2 separate regions of the Hordeum vulgare genome follow, and region 1 is linked to region 2. A link is a contact called in public Hi-C data. All regions are on one chromosome and are shown on one strand. The core of a region is the stretch at or near the end of the contact, and the rest is flanking DNA. Distances in the headings are between cores, read along the strand shown. Region 1 holds the start of LOC123442602 (receptor-like protein 4). Region 2 has its middle 56 kb from the start of LOC123442601.

Evidence for each region. Hi-C and Micro-C count contacts between places; a contact is called where the count stands out from the background.
Region 1: a Hi-C map of leaf shows a contact between it and region 2, with 4 times the contacts expected there. The contact joins the promoter of LOC123442602 here to the enhancer-like site in region 2. A contact is called at or near these places in 3 of 6 Hi-C or Micro-C datasets (leaf, seedling and an unstated tissue) and 1 of 1 datasets of contacts at active chromatin or transcription factors (embryo).

The regions. Positions count from the first base shown.
Region 1 is chr3H:17,499,595-17,504,663 of MorexV3_pseudomolecules_assembly, reverse strand. It overlaps LOC123442602 (receptor-like protein 4), which reads right to left and starts at 3,147. Exons shown (of 9, transcript XM_045118692.1): 1 at 2,944-3,147; 2 at 1,773-2,849; 3 at 1,484-1,628; 4 at 781-852. The coding sequence starts at 3,028.
Region 2 is chr3H:17,439,922-17,445,157 of MorexV3_pseudomolecules_assembly, reverse strand. No RefSeq gene overlaps it. Among protein-coding and RNA genes, the nearest start is that of LOC123442601, 56 kb to the right of the region's middle. Within about 2 kb of position 2,062, at least 3 of the 3 cell types and tissues checked have open chromatin away from gene starts, as enhancers often do. A contact at or near this core is called in leaf and seedling, where this site is marked.

The sequences.
Region 1 (5,069 bases), core at 1,898-4,397, 58 kb before region 2:
CGCGGCCGACCATGGCCGACCAGGGATTTCGCCCGAACTAGATCCCCACCACTAGCAGCACCTCCTGTACAAAACCGGCAATCCAAGGAAGCGCGGCCCGACCAGGCTGACCCGCACGCCGAACAGGGAAGGAGGGGAGGCGCTAGATCGCGCGCACCGGCCACTGCAAAAGCCGTCGCCGGACGCCAGCGACCACCGGATCCCGCCGCCCGCGCGGCCGAGACGTCGGATCCACCTCCCGCACGGCTGCTAACCTGCCGTGCCTCGCCAATGGAGCCGCCGCTCCAGATCCGGGACTCCGCATGCAGAGGCAGGGCAGCCTAGGCCCCGCCGCCACCATCCTTGGCGCCCCGGGCTTGCCCGGCGGCTGCCTCAGGCGGCGTCGAGGAAGGGAGGGGGGGGGGAGGGGGAGGCGGCTAGGGTTGGGAGGGAGCTTGTATTTCACACTGAATTTGAGATTTCGTTTATTTCCAGGTGACACGCTGTAATCTTATCTCTAGTTTTTGGATTTGTACTGCTCCTTGCTTTAGTATTATCTAGAAAGGAAATAGTCACGGTAAGCTATTCACTTAAGTTTCTTTGATGTCGTAAGTCATAACCAATGCCAACCAGTTATATATAGTACTAGGAAGTTTTAAATTTCAAAGTTGCAGTCCATATGCTCCTGTAAAGCTAATGCAAACATGAAACTCAAGAACCATCGATGTGCAGAAACTAGAAATAACAATGATGACCAGGACCAAGCTGAAATCAACTTTAAGTGTGTGCAATGATACTTACAAGCTTACCAAGTCTGTCAGGTGACTTATTTCATCAGTGATGAAACCTTTCAGTCCTTGACTTGCAAGATCCCTGCCGGCGCAAATTATAAAACGTGCGAGTTAGAAGAGAAACCACTCAACTTTTCACACGATATAATGAGCAGAGACCTGCAGTTAATTTTCCATGTCCATTGGTACTTCTGTTGTGAAATTTCATTCAAGTAATCATAGTGATACTGATGCAGACAGAGTACTATGTTGTAGGACAACAAACCTTTAGCTACTAGCACCGAAGTTAGAACAATACTTGAGCAGTAGCTCAAAGTAACAGCACAATTAGGACAAAAACTTTTGGATGTAATTAAAATTTTGCAGTTCAGCTTTGTGGTCCAGCTCAGATTAGTTAAGTAGTAAACGGGCAGTAACCACTGAGGTAGATTGTTTGCTGCTAACTCTGTGTGAACATTAGAATATCTTCCCTTTACTATGATCTCCAAACACTTACAAGTACTTCTTCATAAATAATTCTACTCCCTCCTATCCATAATAATTTGTACTAAATCAGAGACAATTAATATGGATCGGAGGGAGTACCATTTCTCGGAAGAAAACAGGGATGCACTTGGTAAATCAAACATGGGTAACTTGACAGCAAAGCAGGAATAGTCTAATGAAACAGAGGATATGTAAAAATAGCATTGGGATATCGAAAGTGCACTCACAACTGAGTGATCACAAGCCCTTTGTTACCGGGATGGCAAGAAACTCCCTCCCATGCATCCCATGTCCTCGGCGCGCATGGGTCCCCGTTCCACCCCATCCTTGCTGGAATTTTCAGTGAATCCTTTAGGGCCTTCATCGCAGCCGCTGCCAAAACAAGTGCAACAATCTGAGCGAATGTCGGCTGGTTTTTGATAATGGAAATTGGAGATCGAGCTCGATCGATCCATCTTGTTCACGAGTACAAAACAATCTCAGAGAATGCTTATAGAGTATCCAATTATCCGTTACCTTGGTGTGGCACTGTCCTTGTCTCAAGGGGCACCATTGCGTAATTCTCGAGCCCGCACAAAATCGGCCGTCCCACTACCGGCACAAGCCTGACGCTCATGGTGGAGCTTGTCAGGTTCTCCACAATGTATGTCCACTTGAAGGCCGTGAACCCTCCGACCTGCTTGAAGATGTCGATCCTGGTCACGTTCCTCCCGGCCAGCATTACGTCGAACACCCTCTGGCCAGGGGCCCTGACCCCGGCGTCGATCTCCGCGAAATGCAGCCAGACCATGTAGGACATCCTCGTGTCCACCGGCATCAGGTACTCGATCTCGTTGGAGGCGTCCCCGCCGGTGGTGACCGCGGACCTGTACATCTTGGTGGGGAAGTAATTGGGCGGCTGGTTGCTGCCGAAAATCTTCCTCCCGCCGGCAGTAATGGCGTCGTAGGTGAGGTCATTGTTCCGGAAATCCGTGCCGGCCTGCCACACCCTGGAGAAGGCGTCGGAGTCGTTGGTGAAGCCGGGGCCGAAGAGGCCGTTCCCGCAGGTGAGGCGGCCGTAGTTGACGAGGACGACGTCGGCGCCGGTGGTGGCGCCGTCGTAGGCGAGCGGGTGGACGGGGGCGACCTCGATGGAGGCGACGACGGGGGCGTCGGTGGAGAGCGAGTAGAAGCAGACGTCCGTGGCGGCGTCGGGCGCGGACGAGGCGGGGAAGATGAGGTCGGAGTACGCCCCGTAGCGCGCGGCGGTCTCGGGCCACGGGGAGCGGAAGGAGAGCACGAGCGTGGCGGCGGCGGAGACGTCGAAGGAGGGGGAGCGGAGCTTGGAGTCGTAGTTGTCGTAGACGGAGAAGACGCGGAGGTAGTAGCGGCCGGGGGAGAGCGGGAGGGAGTAGCAGGAGGACTTGCCGGCGGAGGAGGGCGGGAAGAAGCGGAGGGTCCGCTCCTGCGGCTGCGGGAAGCGGTGAGGCTCCGCGACCATCCCCGCGTTCCCGCCCGCCGAGAAGAAGCGGTCCGCCAGCCACCGGCGGCCGAAGGCCGACGTGAAGTCCGCCGCGCCCCCGCAGTCGATGTTGTAGCTGTGGTTCGCCTGCGCTGCACGGAGAGAGAGAGAGAGAGAGAGCGCTTCAGTGCGGCGCACGCGGGTGCTGTACAGGGGCTTGATTCGAGGTTAATTGGGGGTGCTTACCGCCGGAGAGGAAGGGGTCGTCGGAGTCGTTGGCGGCGTGGACGGCCGCAGCGGCGGCGAGGAGGAGCGGGAGGAGAAGCCGCATTGCCGCTCCTAGGGCTGGCCGGAGGGGCGGCGCCGGCGCGGCTCGCCGGAGGTGAATTTGGTGGGGAGTTCGGGAGGGAGGGGGTTTGAGCTTGAGCTGGGCGGAGTGGAGGAGACGTGGGGGTGGTGAGAGGAGGAGGAGACGACGGACGGAGGAGGGTGGAAACGCTGGATCCGGCCGCGCTGGAGGATCGGACGGCTGCGCAGCGCCCGCGGCGCCACGCTGTGGCAGCGACGGCCGTCCGATCAACGGTAAGTAGCGGACCCCACAGTAGTAAAGACAGACGGAGGGAGGGAGGGAGGGATGGAGAGCGACGGTGCGGTGCGATGCGATGCGAAGCTCTTTGACCCCTTTTGCTTTTTGAGAGCACATCTCTTTTTTCCCCCTCTCGGAAAAGCCTGGATTTGTTTGTTTGGTCACGTGAGAGAGAAAGCGCGGTAAATGAAATGGAATGAATGAGTAAACCAAAACCGGCGGCGGAGCCATGGGCGGTGGTGATCCGCATTCACCCGTTGGTACGGGATCTTTCATGTTAATAATCTACCGAGTCACGGGCGGGACGGACGGAAGCAACTGGGGCCTGTTTGTTTCAAAAGTTCCGAGATTTTTTTTAGGAGTCCTGCTACACGTACGACGAATTTCATACGATTTACATACGACAGTCAGCGGCAGCCGTTCGTTGAACCACACGGACGAGTGAGATCACATCGTACACAAATCGTACAAAGCTTTTGTCGTATGCACAGCATTTCCGTTTTTTTAGTATCAATTTAAAAGTTCCTAGTGCCTATCCGTTTGTTTTCACGGACTAAATAGGGACTAGATGTTATTAAATAACATGTAAAAAGACGATGTTACTCTTACTAATGTAGTGATAGTTATTAAACGACATACTAAAAGTAGGGGCATTGCTGGAAAAAGTGCAAAAAAAATCCCAAAAAGACCCTTTCATAGGGACTTCTTCAAATAGTCTCAAATATCCCCTTTTAGTCCCTAAAAGTCTCTCCTGTCTGTTTCACATGTGACTTTTTAAGACTTTTTTGAGTCCCTACACCAAAAAGTCGCTGAAAAAGACTCGACCCGACTTCGTATTCCTAGTGCATATGTCCTTACGTGTATGCAGACAAGAATTATTGCTGCTTCAATGAATTAGCCTGGGGACGTACGTAAGATTCGAGGAGTGGTAGATGATGGCGAGACATGCGGACAAACAGCGCGTGTAGCCTTCCCTTTGGGTTGGGCTGCTGTGGTCACGGGGTCGGCTGGGCCAGCTGAGTGCCGCGCGCGGCAACTACCACCAAATCAGCAGGTAAATAAGCGTGAGTGATGTACTAGCTCCATGGGTTCGTGCCGCGACGTGCGCGGAAATGCGCGGCGCGTCTGCCGTGGCCCGACGCTGCCACCGCCCACACGGACGGAAACCGGACTAGAACAGGTTCACTTCCTCCGTACTACGTGCTGCTGGGTGCGCTCGCTCGAAGAAGGTGGTACTGTCGGACAGCACTAGGACCAGCTATAACTGATGACCGACTGTATTTATCTACTTATTATTACTGATGAGGACCGACTGTATTCATGACCGATTGGTCAGGCAGGACCCGCTAACAGTGACGCCCTCAAGCTGTATGTTTAGATGTTCATGGATGAAGTGATGGTATCCTTAGATGTTTATGGATGAGTGTTAGTATGTTTAGATGTATAGTATGATAGTGTATAAGAGCAACTCCAATGACACGATCCATTTCGTCCGTCCGTCGTCTGTTTAGGTCGGTGCGGACAGAAAAGACGGTCCGACGCGCCGACTCAGACGGACACACGTCAGTTTTTCGTCCACGGGCGACTCATTTTCGGTCCATTTTTTAGCCGGATTTGCGTCGGTGCGGACACGCGACGGACGCGCCTACGCTCGCCTTCTCCTCCCCCCGGGCCCGCGTGGTCGGTGGCACATTGGCCTCCCCCCATCCAACAGCAACCCTTGCCCGCCTCCTTCGTCGTCGACGCCGCCGCCCATTTTTGCCGGCGACTCTACCAGCTGCCCACT
Region 2 (5,236 bases), core at 813-3,312:
TGAAATCCGTCGTGTTATATAAAATATGTCATGTTTGCATGAAATCCGTCCATGTTCTTACGAATTTCGTTCGACTCATTTAAGTTGTTAGTCGGATATATGCTGCTGGTGAAGGATGACGTCCTTTCGCATCTATATCTGCGCCACCGGCCCCCATCTCCGCCCCTCCCCGCGTCATCACCAGCCAACCCTCCCGCGCCGCCACCGGCCCCCCTCTCCGCCCCCTCCTCGCTTCGCCGCTGCCGGAGGGGACGCCGGCGAAGCCGTGCGCGCCCCGAGGATGGCGGCGGCGGGGCCCCTCACGTCGGCCCTCGGGCTCTGGCGGCGGCGCCCCGCGTCGGCGGCTGCGGGATCCGGCGAGATCTCGCCCACCGGCGGCGCCTGACGGCGGATCCGGGGCTGCCATGGCCGGATCTTGTGCGGGGCGCGCAACCATGGTGGTAGGGAGCGGCGGCCGGGCGCGGCTGCGGTGGCAGAGAGCGTCGGCTAGGCGTGACTGCGGTGGCCAGGGTGCGCGGTGCGGTGACCCGTGACCCTGCCTGGGGGTCGTGGTGGTGCGTGGCGGCCATGCTCAGCGGGTCGGTGGCGGTGGATGTTCAGCGCAGCTCCGGAAAAAATCCTTGCTCTGGTCCTCATCGGAGCCGCGACGGTGACGCCCGCGGGTGCCGCTATCTTTCTTGTAAGCGCCGTTGTGGAGGTGTGCCGCTCCCCTTCGTCGGCCGTTGCCTGGTCAGCCGTCACGTGGCTGCTATGGCGGCCGGCGGCGTCAAATCTGGCCGATGTCCTCCGGCCCTGATGTGGGCCTCTCTCCTGCGAATTCTTGGCGGTGCCGGCGTGGTTGCCGGGGCCCTACCTGCGGGTGAAGCCGGTGGAGGAGATTCGGATTGGGGGAAACCCCTTGGTTGGCCCAGGCCGGCCGCGCCGACGACGGCGCTCAAGGGCGCCGTTATTCTTTTTGAAGATGTCGGTATACATCTGCTCCTCTGCTCCCCTTCCTTGCCTCTCGGGTGAAAACCCTAACTCCGATGGGCGGCGGAGGCGTCCTTGACGTCGTGACCTTCCTGAAGGCGTCGCCTAGAGGGCTGAGTGGTGGTGGGCACTGTGTGGGTCCTGAACGGTTGCTGGTGGTGGGCACTGCTTCGGGGGAAACCCTAGGATCTGATCTTCCAGATCGGACGATGGCGGTACTGCGGTGCCGTTTCTCTCTTGGGAGCATCGTTTGTGGAGCAGCGCTGGCAGACTGAGGCAGGAGGTGGAGCGGCTTCATCTTGCACAGAATTTCGGTGGAGCTGTCAAGTCATTCCTGGCCGACAGGTGCTACGCTGAGTCATGCCTGGTTGGCAGGTGCTACGCACGACAGATCTCCCGGAGTCTTCGCATCTGTACGGATGTGCGCAGGGCGGTGGCGCCGTTGGGCGCCGTGGTGGCGTTGACGGATGTTTGGACTGGCATGGATGATGCGGATCTCTTTCCTGAAGATGGATCAGTGGTTTGATGATGATGGCGGCTTGTAAAACGTGTGCGTGAGGTGTGCGTTTTAGGTGTGCTGCACCGGCTGTTGCTCCTGATACGTTATGTGGATGGATTGACGACAACATCGGTCTTAGATATGTGGAGTGAGAGCACTCCACATTATCGAGTTTGTAGGTGTGAGTGGTGGCTTTGGGTGGATTGATGTATACTCCTGTTAGTCCTTTGTGGAATAATTAATAAAGATGGTTGCATGCATCGATTAATGCAGAGGCCGGAGGTTTAACCTCCTTTTCAAAAAAAAAACCATCTATATCTACGGACCAGTCTTCTTATTTACGGACAGATGCGGATTTTTTCTTACGGATTACCGTTGAAAAAGCCCTGGGACTTCATACTTCCCCTTGATTAACTACAGTGCCGCCTATTGAAGAGTAGGCAGTAGCAGTAGCAGTAGCAGTAGCCAGATTGATCGGAAGCCAGCCGAGACCCAACCACTCAGCAAGTTGATCAAGTACGTCTAGCAAGGCAGCAACGGCCTCAAGTCTCAACAAAGTTGGAGCCAGAGACATGGGAATAGGACTGTAGAAGAATATGGACATGATCAAGGCGCGATGCGGACACATGCGTGCCGGACAATGACTTGGCAACCGCTACGGTATCATTCTTCTTTTTCTTGGTTCGGCGGAGTATGTATCCATCGACATCATGCACCAGAATCTACGTAGTCGACATCAACGAAGCTCACATGTGTACCCACACACGCACACCAGGATGCCATATCGCCCTCACGACTCTTTTAACGGAGCAACTTGGATCCAACAAGCTCCGGAATCCGCGTACTGCATAACACAAGCTCTGCCTTCATTCCTTCACGAGCGAACAACCGTACAACAAGAACAAACCCGTGGCACGGAAGCCGCCAAGAGTCGAGCGTGCGCCGTGCCAGGATCTGCGATGCAAAGCCGTACTTATAGATTTTCAATGCATATGGATCCGAACCTTTATTTAATTATTACTTTCTCCGTACTACTTCATCCGTCACGGTTTCACACTACGCATGCATATAGAAGTAGTACAACGGAGTACTAATTAGCTGCTAGGAGTGCATTAATCTTTGTCTATTTTGGAAAAAGTCTAACTGTGTTTTCTAAACCGTGATGGAGGAAGTATAATATTTGTTGTTGGGAATAATTAGTTTAGTTTTTCCCAATAACAAATATTTAAGAACAGAGGAAGTAAAAAATAAGGCTCACAGCAACTCTAGCAGACCCGCATCCCGCCGGCCCGCAAAACGTGTTTGCAGTTCGTGCAAAACCGCTTTTGCGGGCCGACACGGGCTGACACAAATGCAGACCCCGCATAATGGATCCGTAAAAAAACATATTCGCGGAATATACTTTCTTTACGGGTCGGCTTCTGCGGGTTCTGATCTCGCGCAGCTCCTCCCGGCCCGTAAAACTTAGATTCGCAACTTAAATTGATCTAGCACAATGTTTTTCTTTGCTTTTGCAACAACATTATTGATACAAAAGATATCATCAAATCTTGGCTAGAATAGCAAAACCAAAGAAAACAAGAACCACAAGTATGCATTTCAGAAGATTTCCAACTTCCATAACTCCTTCCACTAGTTGAAGCAATATCTTCTCCATGCACTCATTGTTGATCTGTGGATTCTTAATCTTGCTTTCTTCATTCTTCATCTTTGGTTTCAAAGAAGTAGACGTTGCTTCCCCTCTAGTTGCACATGCAGCCGCATCATTGCCTTCGATTATACTAAGGAGTGCACTAACATCTACTCACTCAGTCCCAAAATAAGTGACTAAAAAATGACTCAACTTTGTATTAAAGTTAGTGTAAATTGAAGTTACTTTTAAGTCATTTATTTTGGGACGGAGAGAGTATTAAGTTTCTTTCTATCAACAAATCAATGTATTGGCCTTCCCAAAACCAAAATGAGCATCCGTCGTCCTACACAAAAGAATGAGCAAGCTCGAAGTGAGCTACCGCAATTGAACTAAAGAATGAGCTATGAAACGAGCTACCGCAAGTGCACGTACCCCGTCGTTTTCGCATTTGTAGAACATCCATCCGGGGTGCGTCGGCGTGCCCGAAGTGAGCCGCAGCACTTGGCGCTGGTAGTCGTCGCACTCTATGAGCGGCATCGGCAGGCCAAAAAGACGTTGCGCGAGCGCCGAGCCCGGTGAACGGCCGGACGAGTCCATGCCCGCAAACCTTCGGCGGCGGTGGGCGGACGAACCCGTGCCTGCATGTGGCGATGCGCCCTTGCCTGGGCTGCGGGAGAGGCTCCCCGACCACTCCATCGCCTCGGACAGCAACCGGCGGCCTTCCGGCATGCTCCTGCCGGCTGCTGTCGCCTGGAATCTTGGGCGGCCGCCGGCGGCGGCGCGAGGAGGGAGAGGAGAGGTGGTTGGTGGGAGAAAGCGCGGTATGAAATGTCTCCCCACCAACCGCTTCCCCTTATATGCAGGGCACCGCAACCGCGAGGGAGAAACCCGCGTTTCCTGGGTTGGGGTCGAGATTTTGCCGCGCCCCTAAAATTTTTTGCGAGCCGGGACGGGATGCGGGGTCTGATCGGGCTGGTTTTTCCGCCCGACCTGTATTTTGACGGTTATTTTACGGGCCGGGGCGGGATGCAGGGTCTGCTAGAGTTGCTCTCAGCTACATACAAGCATTCACATCGATTTGATGCTCTAGGCTGTTGGATCACCCTCACGTACCTTCTACTCCCTCCGTTTCTAAATATAAGCACAATATAGACATACTAAAAGATTATATGGATGGATTCATAATTTAAAATATGATTATATACATTCGCATGTAATTTATTAGTGAAAAAATTTAAAACTTATTTAAAAAAATGGATGGAGTATATTTTATTTACATTTCTGTCCATTCAAGATTATCTCGTCGTACCACATATTGCTAACTCCTATTTCACAGTCAGGGCGCCATCTAATGAAAAACGGCAAGCTGGTTTTTCGGTTTTGGGAAGCTTCTAGATTCTTTCAGATGTTTTTTTGTTTTTTTGGCAGCTATTTTATATGCTTTATTTAGCCAGATTTTCAAAGGGTTTTTTATTGCCTTTTCTTTTTGTATTTTTTATCTTTCTTTACAGTTTATATATTTTTACTTCATTTGTTTTTCTAACAAATCAAATCCACGAACGCCTTTTGAATTCATTAACTTTTTTCAAATTAGAAAACCTTGTTTCATATTTGCAATATTTTTCAAATTCATAACTGTTTTTCAACTCCGTGAACTCTTACAAATTTGTGAAGTGTTTATTGAGGTTCATAAACTCTTTTTCAATTTGTGAATATTTTTATATCTACCAATTTAAAACCCATAATTTTTTATTCAAGTTCATGAACATTTTCAAATGCATAAACGTTTTTCATATCCACTAACTATTCTGAAATTGCTTAAAGTTTTTATTCAAGCACATGTACTTTTTACAGTCTTTTTCTCAAACTTGTAAAAGTTTTTTGAATGCGGGAACTTTTTAAAATCCGTGATTTTTTATACAAGTTCATGATTTGTTTTCTAATTTATGGAAATTTTTATATCTACAAACGTTTTTAAAATTCGTGAACATTTTTAGAATGGGAGAACATTTTCACATCCGTGAATTTTGTTCAAGTTCATTAACCTTTTCAAATTAGTTTTTTTATCCGTCAACTTCTTTTGAATTCGTGAACATATTTTAAATGCTTGAACTTTTTTTAATTCATGAACTTTT